2 separate regions of the Ovis aries genome follow, and region 1 is linked to region 2. The links are chromatin contacts, called in public Hi-C maps. All regions are on one chromosome and are shown on one strand. The core of a region is the stretch at or near the end of the contact, and the rest is flanking DNA. Distances in the headings are between cores, read along the strand shown. Region 1 holds the start of SAE1 (SUMO1 activating enzyme subunit 1). Region 2 overlaps ZC3H4 (zinc finger CCCH-type containing 4).

Region 1 (4,156 bases), core at 1,044-3,543, 42 kb before region 2:
AGTAAACAGTTAAAACCTAAGTCCAAAAGCAAACTCCCAATTCTTCCCACCACACCTCCAGTTTCCCCACCTCGCTCAGTAAAGGCACTTCCATCTTTCCACTTGCTTAGGCCCAAAACCTTGGAGGCATGCTTGACTTCTGTGTTTCACATCCCATACATTGAATCCTTCAGCAAAGCCTGTCCACTCTACCTTCAAATTGTAAGAATCTATATTTGACCCCTTCTCTAGAGTTCCCTGGTGGCTCAGAGGTTAAAGCATCTGCCTGCAATGTGGGAGACCTGGGTTCGATCCCTGGGTCGGGAAGATCCCCTGGAGAAGGAAATGGCAACCCACTCCAGTATTCTTGCCTGGAGAATCCCATGGACGGAAGAGCCTGGTGGGCTACCATCCACGGGGTGGCAAAGAATTGGACACGACTGAGCAACTTCACTTCACTAGAGTTCCAAGTGGTCACTACTTCCGTCTCAAGGGGATTACCACAGCTACCTCCTAACCAGAATCCTTCTTCCCACTTCTGCACACTTGAACAGAGAAGACTGACCCTTTTCGAACACAAAGCAGATCGTGTTACTTCTCTGCTCAAAACTCTCCAACAGGTTCCTCAGCACTTAGTATTAAAAAGCTTCCCCGGATTTGGTTCCAGCCACTTCTGTTGCTCTATTTTGCCAAGCATGCCCTGGCCTCCAGGATTTTGCTGTTCTCTGAGGGTGGAAGGTCCTTCGAGATGACCACACAGCTCTTTGCCTCCTTCCTTGCATACAGAACCGAGGCTCAGTGTTACCTCTCAGGTAACTCCCCTGGCCACCCTATCAAAGCAGCTCTCCCACTAACTCAACACTGTAAAGCAACTATACTCCAGTAAAACGAAAAAAAAAAAAACAAACAAACAGGATTTCCCTGGTGGCTCGGTGGTGAAGAACCCGTCTACCAACAAAGGATTCGATCCCTGATCCAGGGAAGATTCTACTGCCACCGAGCAACTAAGCCTGTGCACCACAACTAAGCCCTAGCTCTAGAGCCCAGGAGACACAACTACTAAAGTCTCAGAACCCTAGAGCCCCCGCTCTGCACCAAGAAAAGTCCCCACAATGAATGAGAAGCCCACAGAGCAAGGAAGACCCAGCACAGCCAAAAATAAATAAAATTTTAAAACAGCTCTTCCACCTCACCATCCTTTGTTGATCCTCTTTTCCTGCTTTATTTTTTCTCCCTGACTCTTGCATTGCCCAATATTTTGCTATTTCTTTAGGTTTACTGCCTTCCCCACAAGAATGTAGTCTCCATCGTTCACTGACACCCGCTCAGTGCCTACAACGGTGTCTGCGGTAGGTGCTCAATAAATATCTGATCAAATCCATCGCCTCTTTCAAAGATTTCATCCCCTCAGAAAATTACTTGCCCAAGACGAAGGTATGCCCAATCCCGTCCTCTCTGGAGGCATCCCCAGATCTACACATAAGAAGCCTCTTCGGGTACCTCCAGCGCCCCGAGACCTTCCGAGCCTCTCGGGATGCCCACTTGAAATAAAGTACTACAAAATTCCTCAAAAAAAAAAAAAAAAAGGAAAAGAAAAGAAAAAAGCCATCATTCTCTCAGACTGGCCCACCACTTAGAGGCCACAAGAATGAACGCAAGTTCGCATCCGTTTGGCTCGCCAGTCTCCCCGAGCGGCCAGCCAAGACGAGGTTTCTGCTACCTATGAATGAATCAACTATGCCCCCCGCCCCCACTTCACCGTTTCCAGGCATTCCTCCCCTCTCCTATTCCCTAAGCCCGCAACCCCGATCCAAATCCCACCATCACTCCCTTCGGGCGTCGAGTCCCTGAACCTCCCCTTCGAGAGGCCGCCAACCCCTCGGAACGACCCTCCCACCACCTGGGACGTCCCTGCTTCCCAAAGCTTCTGAGGAAGCAGACCAAATCTACCCCCTCCAGTCCTCTCAGGAGGGCGCCCACGCCTGACACGATTCCCGCCTCCTCTTTTCAAATTAAACCGTCGGGTTCCCCGAAGGCCGCCAACGCCTCAGGCCAGACGCCCCCCGCCAGATCCTCAACCCTCCCCCCTCAACAAGCCGCACCAGCCCTGACCGTTTCTGGGCCTCCAATCCCCAAAGACGGATCTGCCGGTCATACTGCGCCGCCTCCTCCTCGCTGATACCGCCGCCCGCCTCCTCCTTCTCCACCATGGCGCCGGCTCTAGCTGCCTGAGCTCCGGTCCCGCTCCCGGCAACCGCCAGCCGGCCCCACACGCCGCCAACCGCCGCCGGCCGCGCGCCCGGGAGGCGTCTGCGCCTGCGCCACGGACTGCGCCTGCGCAGTACCTCCTCCAGCGCCCCACCCCCACCCCGCCCCGGAGTCAAAACCACGTGGACCTCCTTAGCCTCCAAGGCGGGCGGGACACAGCCAGTCACGTGACGGAGTCTGTGGCCAATCCTGGCCAAAAGTCCCCGCGGCTTCTAGCCCCACGGGACTACCCAGGTGGTCGTTTGTAAAGGAAAGGAAAGCGAAGTTGCTCAATCGTGTCCGACTCTGCGACCCCATGGACCGTAGCAATCCTGTCCCTAGGATTTTACAGGCAACGGTACAGCAGTAGGATGCCATTTACCTTCGCCAGCGGATCTTCCCTACCCAGGGATCGAACCCGGGTCTCCCATATTGCAGGCAGACGCTTTACCGTCTGCGCCACCAGGGAAGCCAGGTTGTCGTTTGCTGCTGCTACTGCTGCTAAGTCGCTTCAGTCTTGTCCGACTCTGCGCGACCCCATAGACGGCAGCCCACCAGGCTTCCCCGTCCCTGGGATTCTCCAGGCAAGAACACTGGAGTGGGTTGCCATTTCCTTCTCCAATGCGTAAAAGTGAAAAGTAAAAGTGAAGTCGCTTAGTCGTGTCCGACTCTTAGCGATCCCATGGACTGCAGCCCTCCAGGCTCCCCCGTCCATGGGATTTTCCAGGCAAGAGTACTGGAGTGGGGTGCCATTGCCTTCTCCGAGGTGGTCGTTTATATGGCTGTAAATCCAGCAAATATAATTAAATCTGCTAAATCCTGGCAGCGCGGGCGTTGTGAAATAGAGTGGTGAGTAAAATAGACTAAGCCCTGCCCTCATGGAGCTTGCATTACACTGAAGAGAGCCCAAAGGGGGGGAAGGGGGAGGGGAAGTCAGGCAGTAAATGTTTTGGAGAAAAGTAAAACAGGATATGAGACTAGAGGGTGACAGGAGTGGCCAGAGGAGGTCTCTCAGAAAAGGTGACATTGAGCAGAGAGCTGAAGGAGCTGCAATAACAAGCTATGTAGATGGAGTATTTCTTGGGGTGGTGAGGCCAGCAGGTGCACAAGCCCTGAAGCTGGCACATGTGACATTTGAGGAGCTATGGAGAGGGGGGGAGAAGGCGATGGCCCCCCATTCCAGTACTCTTGCCTGGAGAATCCCATGGATGGAGGAGCCTGGTGGGCTGCAGTCCATGGGGTCGCTGAGGGTCGGACACGACTGAGCAACTTCGCTTTCACTTTTCACTTTCATGCATTGGAGAAGGAAATGGCAACCCACTCCAGTGTTCTTGCCTGGAGAATCCCAGGGACGGGGAAGCCTGGTGGGCTGCTGTCTATGGGTCACACAGAGTCGGACACGAGTGAAGTGGCTTGGCAGCAGCAGCAGCAGCATGGAGAGGGGAGGGCAGATGGAGCAGAGTGAGAGGGTGGCAAATGGCACGAGATTAAATCATAAAATGAAGCAGGTGGGAAATCACTAGGACCTTTTTTCGTTGTTTAGTCACCAAGTTGTGGGGCTTCCCTCCAAGCTCAGTCGGTAAAGAATCTGCCTGCAATGCAGGAGACCAGGGTTCGATTCCTGGGTTGGGAAGATCCCCTGGAAAAGGAAATGGCAGCCCACTCCAGTATTCTTGCCTAGAGAATTCCATGGACAGAGAAGCCTGGTAGGTTACAGTCCATGGGGTTGCAAGAGTGGGACACGACTGAGCAACTAAACCACTACCACCGCTAAGTTGTGCGTGGCTCTTTGCAACCCCAAGGAATGTAACCTACTAGTCTCCTCTGTCGGTGGAATTTTCCAGTCAAGAATTCTGAAGTGGGTTGCCATTTCCTTCTCCAGGGGATCTTCCCAACCCAAGGATTGAACCTATGTCTCATGCATTGGCAG
Region 2 (4,024 bases), core at 1,247-3,746:
GAAAGCAGTACGTGGGTAAGAGGGGGGGAGGCAGGAGGAGGGGTTAGAAGCAGTGGAGGCAGCAGAGTGGCGGGGGTGGGGTAGCTGAGGACAAGGGGGAGGGGGCACGGGCAGGAGAAAGGGGCACAGGCTTTGGCAGAAGTTTCAGGCTGGTGGGAAACTGCATTATGGGTCAGAATAAATGCCAGGGGCTGTGTGGAGGGGACTGTTCATTTTTGTCATCGGTCCCTCTGTGCTTCCCCAGTGACAGAGTAGTACTTCCTTGGTGAACAGCTTACCTTTGACTGGTTCTCTTCCAGGGAGACCACTGTAATTTTAGCCACGACATCGAGCTACCAAAGAAGCGAGAACTGTGCAAGTTTTACATCACTGGGTTTTGTGCCCGAGCCGAGAACTGCCCCTACATGCATGATATCCTTTGGTGCCCGCCTTCGAGCGCATGGAGGGTGTAGACCTTTTCTCCTTACTGGTGTTAACAGCTGGCCTTCACCGCACTCCATTTGTGCACCGAGGAGGTGCCGAGAGCCCTCTGCCCGTCTCCATCTCTTTCAGCCGTCACCTTTGCCCTGCGACAGGTCTGCTCTTGCCATTCTGCAGATGAGTAAACTGAGGCACGCATGTTATGTGTTCCCCATACATACACAGTTGACCCCTGAGCGGCGTGGGTTTGAACTCTGCAGGTCCACTCATGTGGGTTGTTTTTGGTAGTAAATACCACAGTACTGCAGGATCTGCAGTTGGTTGTATCTTAAGACACAAAAATCTGAGTATAATTTATATATAATCTATCCTCCGTATTCTTGGTACAGATGGAAAACCGAGGGTGTGGAGGACAGATTATAAATTATACTCCTGTATTTGACTGGGCAGAGGGTTAGTGCCCCAACCCCCATGTCATTCAAGGATCAAGTATATTCTCGAGACCGTGCCATTGCCCGCTGTCTTTCTGAGACTTTTCCAAATGGCTGAGTATCCGTGGGCAGATCATTGAACTTTTACCCTCTTCCTGTTGAGTGAGGATCTGAGGACAGGGCCTCAAGGCCTGTGTGGTGGAGCAGGCTGCACTCCAGACAGGCATCTCTTCTTGGCTCAGTTGCCAACCTGCTGTGCACAGCTGAACCAGTCACTGTACCTCTCTGGGCTTCAGTCTCCTCCTCTCTGAAACAGAGGGGCTTGGTTTCTCTCCTGGGGTGAGTTTCATGAGGTGAGGCATTCGCCTTAACTTGCGGTGTACGTGATTTCCCGTGTAAGCTGTACCACACGACTGGAAACTGTATCAACGGTGATGACTGCATGTTCTCTCACGACCCCCTGACCGAGGAGACCCGAGAGCTCTTGGACAAGGTAATGCCCGGGCTGACAGGGACTGGGACGGCCAGGGGCTTGGCCTCCGTGCGGGACCAAGATGCCAGCTGCGTTGACCTGGAGCTGGGTCGAGTTCAGGAGGGAGTAGGGACCATATGCTCTGTAGGGAGGATGGGGACGGTCACATGTGTGTTTTCTCTCTGCCTGGGGCGGTGTTCACTGGAGAGCGGCTCCCTGAAAGGAATTTGGCCTGGTGTGTCTCCAAACACACCTCGTGATTTCCTAGCTGGCCTTCTGAGAGCCCAGGGAGCATGGAGAGGAAGTGAGGCTTCGGATGGCTTCTGTTTTGATGGAAAAGTCAAATGTTTTTTTCCAAGTCTTTTATGTAGTAGAAAAGGTACAGGGCGTTGGGAGTTCTGAGGGTGGGGGCCCCCTCCACTGAGGTATCAGGGCTTCCTTACCAGCCAGAGGACGTCTGAAACTCATTCTCATGTCCTTTGTTCTCCCTGGGGAATCAGACTGAGGACTTTGGGGCCCCGGTCCCTGTTCTTGGTTTCCTAACATCTGTCATGGGGCGGGGGGGGCCTCCCTGGTGGCTCAGCTGGTAAAGAATCTGCCTGCCATGTGGGAGACCTGGGTTCCATCCCTGGGTTGGGAAGATCCCCTGGAGAAGGAAACAGCTACCCACTCCAGTATTCTGGCCTGGAGAATCCCATGGACCGTAGGTTGCAAAGAGTAGAATGGACTTTCACTTCACTTCGTCATTGGGTGAATGGGTGTGAGTAGGGTGATTGGGTGTGAGAGAATGTGTTCTCCCAGGTGAAGGCTTTCCCACCTTCTGTCTGGTTCCCAGAAGGTTTGGGGCTATTTTTTGATAATGGGAAGAATCAGTGCCTTAGCCAGCTTCCAAGAATCCACCCAGTGGTGGCTTCACTGTTTAGATGGGGCCCGGGGCTCCCTGAGGGGTTGAGGGGAAGCCCTGAACAGGCAGAGCAAGAGGACGTCCACTCGTCCCTGGGAGAGCATCAGGGAGAAAGTCCTCATCTCCGGCACTCCTTTTGGCCTGTGAGCCTAGGAATAGGGTTTTGTAACTGGTAGCTGTCTAGAACCTGTGAGTCATTCTCAGGGTAAGGAGTGGAAAAAGTAATGTGGCTTCATTTCTCATTTGAAGAGCTGAGTCATCTCTGACTGAGGGCTGCCCCCTCCTGGAGGTTTAGAGTTTGCGCTCTAGACCAGTGCTGCCCAAGAAGAACACAGCAGAGCTACCTGCAAATTTCTCTAGTAGCCATGTTAGAAAAAAGTAAGAAGTAACAGATGAGATTAATGTTACTAATGTATTTCATTTAATCCAGTATATTCATGTCCAGAGTACCATTTCAGCAAGGAATAAATATATGAAAAAAAATCGTGATATTTTGTATTTTTTTTTAATATATACCAAGTCTAAGGAATCTGGTGCTTGTTTTCTACTTATAGCCCCATTTCAAGCACCTGGTAGCCACACGTGACCAGTGACCACCATATTGGACAGCACGGCTCAAGACACTCTAATGAAAAACCAGAGCAAATCATGGTGGCACATTTCCATTTCTGGCCATAAACATTCTGAGAGCATCGGTATCATGCCCTATCTCAAGTCAGGTCTCAGTAGGTTGAAAGTGAGTGTTGACACCACAACTGGAGAGTAGTCCCCACTTACCACAACTAGAGAAAGCCCCATGCAGCAGTGACCACCCAGTGCAGCCAAAACAGATAAATATTTTTTAAAAAAACGAGTGTTGAACCTGGAAAAACCATTCCAGAATCGAATTTGGGTGGTCAGAAAGTAAAACTTCAACCTTCACAACGGGCCCAGAGTAATAACCCCGATAAAGGCAGGAGGCCAGCCGTCTCCTCCTCGCCTGGACAGAGTTGCAGCCTGGCCCCCAGGGGTGGGACCTGAGGCTCCTGGGCCACCCTTGGGGCCCGGCTGTGGTGCCACTGAGGATGGGGCCTTCACCTCGCTCTCCTCTGTGTTCTCTCTCCCTCCCTTTTCTGCAGCCTTGTTTTCTTAGATCTCAGGGACATTTCTGTCTGTCCAGATACATCAGCGTCCAGCTGTCCACTCCAGGTTTGAGACATGATGCCTGGGGCTGTTGGTGATGGCTCTGTGAGAGTGAGCGGCAAGAATTCTTCCATCTGAGATCCCTTGATTAGCATATTTTGCCCCATTTATTAGTTGCTCTCCTTTGTTCTTGAGCCGCTTGAAAGTAAGTGGGACACACTACAGTTCTTTACCATTAAATCTCTCAGTTATTGATTTATACATACACTTTCACAGTCAGGTTTGTCAAGGTATAGTTTACTCTTGCCTGGAAAATCCCATGGACGGAGGAGCCTATTTGGCTGCAGTCCATGGGGTCGCTAAGAGTCGGGCACGACTGAGCGACTTCACTTTTGCATTGGAGAAGGAAATGGCAACCCACTCCAGTGTTCTTGCCTGGAGAATCCCAGGGACGGGAGCCTGGTGGGCTACCGTCTATGGGGTCGCACAGAGTTGGACACGACTCAAGCGACTTAAGCAGCAGCAGCAGTTTGTATCCAGTTAAAAAAAAAAAACAACTCTTTGAGTTTTGACAGATACAGAGAGTCATGTAACCACCTCACAATCTAGCTAGAGAAAAGTCACTTTCACCCTCAAGACTCACCCTTTTGTAGTCAGCACCTCTCCTATTTCTAG

Evidence for each region. A called contact is a pair of places that touch in the nucleus more often than the background predicts.
Region 1: a Hi-C map of liver shows a contact between it and region 2, with 2.3 times the contacts expected there. The contact joins the promoter of SAE1 here to the enhancer-like site in region 2. A contact is called at or near these places in 8 of 16 Hi-C or Micro-C datasets (blood, liver, muscle and 2 more).

The regions. Positions count from the first base shown.
Region 1 is chr14:53,934,225-53,938,380 of ARS-UI_Ramb_v3.0, reverse strand. It overlaps SAE1 (SUMO1 activating enzyme subunit 1), which reads right to left and starts at 2,293. Exons shown (of 8, transcript XM_060398145.1): 1 at 2,092-2,293. The coding sequence starts at 2,189.
Region 2 is chr14:53,892,958-53,896,981 of ARS-UI_Ramb_v3.0, reverse strand. It overlaps ZC3H4 (zinc finger CCCH-type containing 4), which reads left to right. Exons shown (of 15, transcript XM_042232222.2): 10 at 300-411; 11 at 1,235-1,344. Among named protein-coding and RNA genes, the nearest start is that of ZC3H4, 25 kb to the left of the region's middle. Within about 2 kb of position 2,496, at least 30 of the 54 cell types and tissues checked have an H3K27ac peak or open chromatin away from gene starts, as enhancers often do. A contact at or near this core is called in liver and muscle, where this site is marked.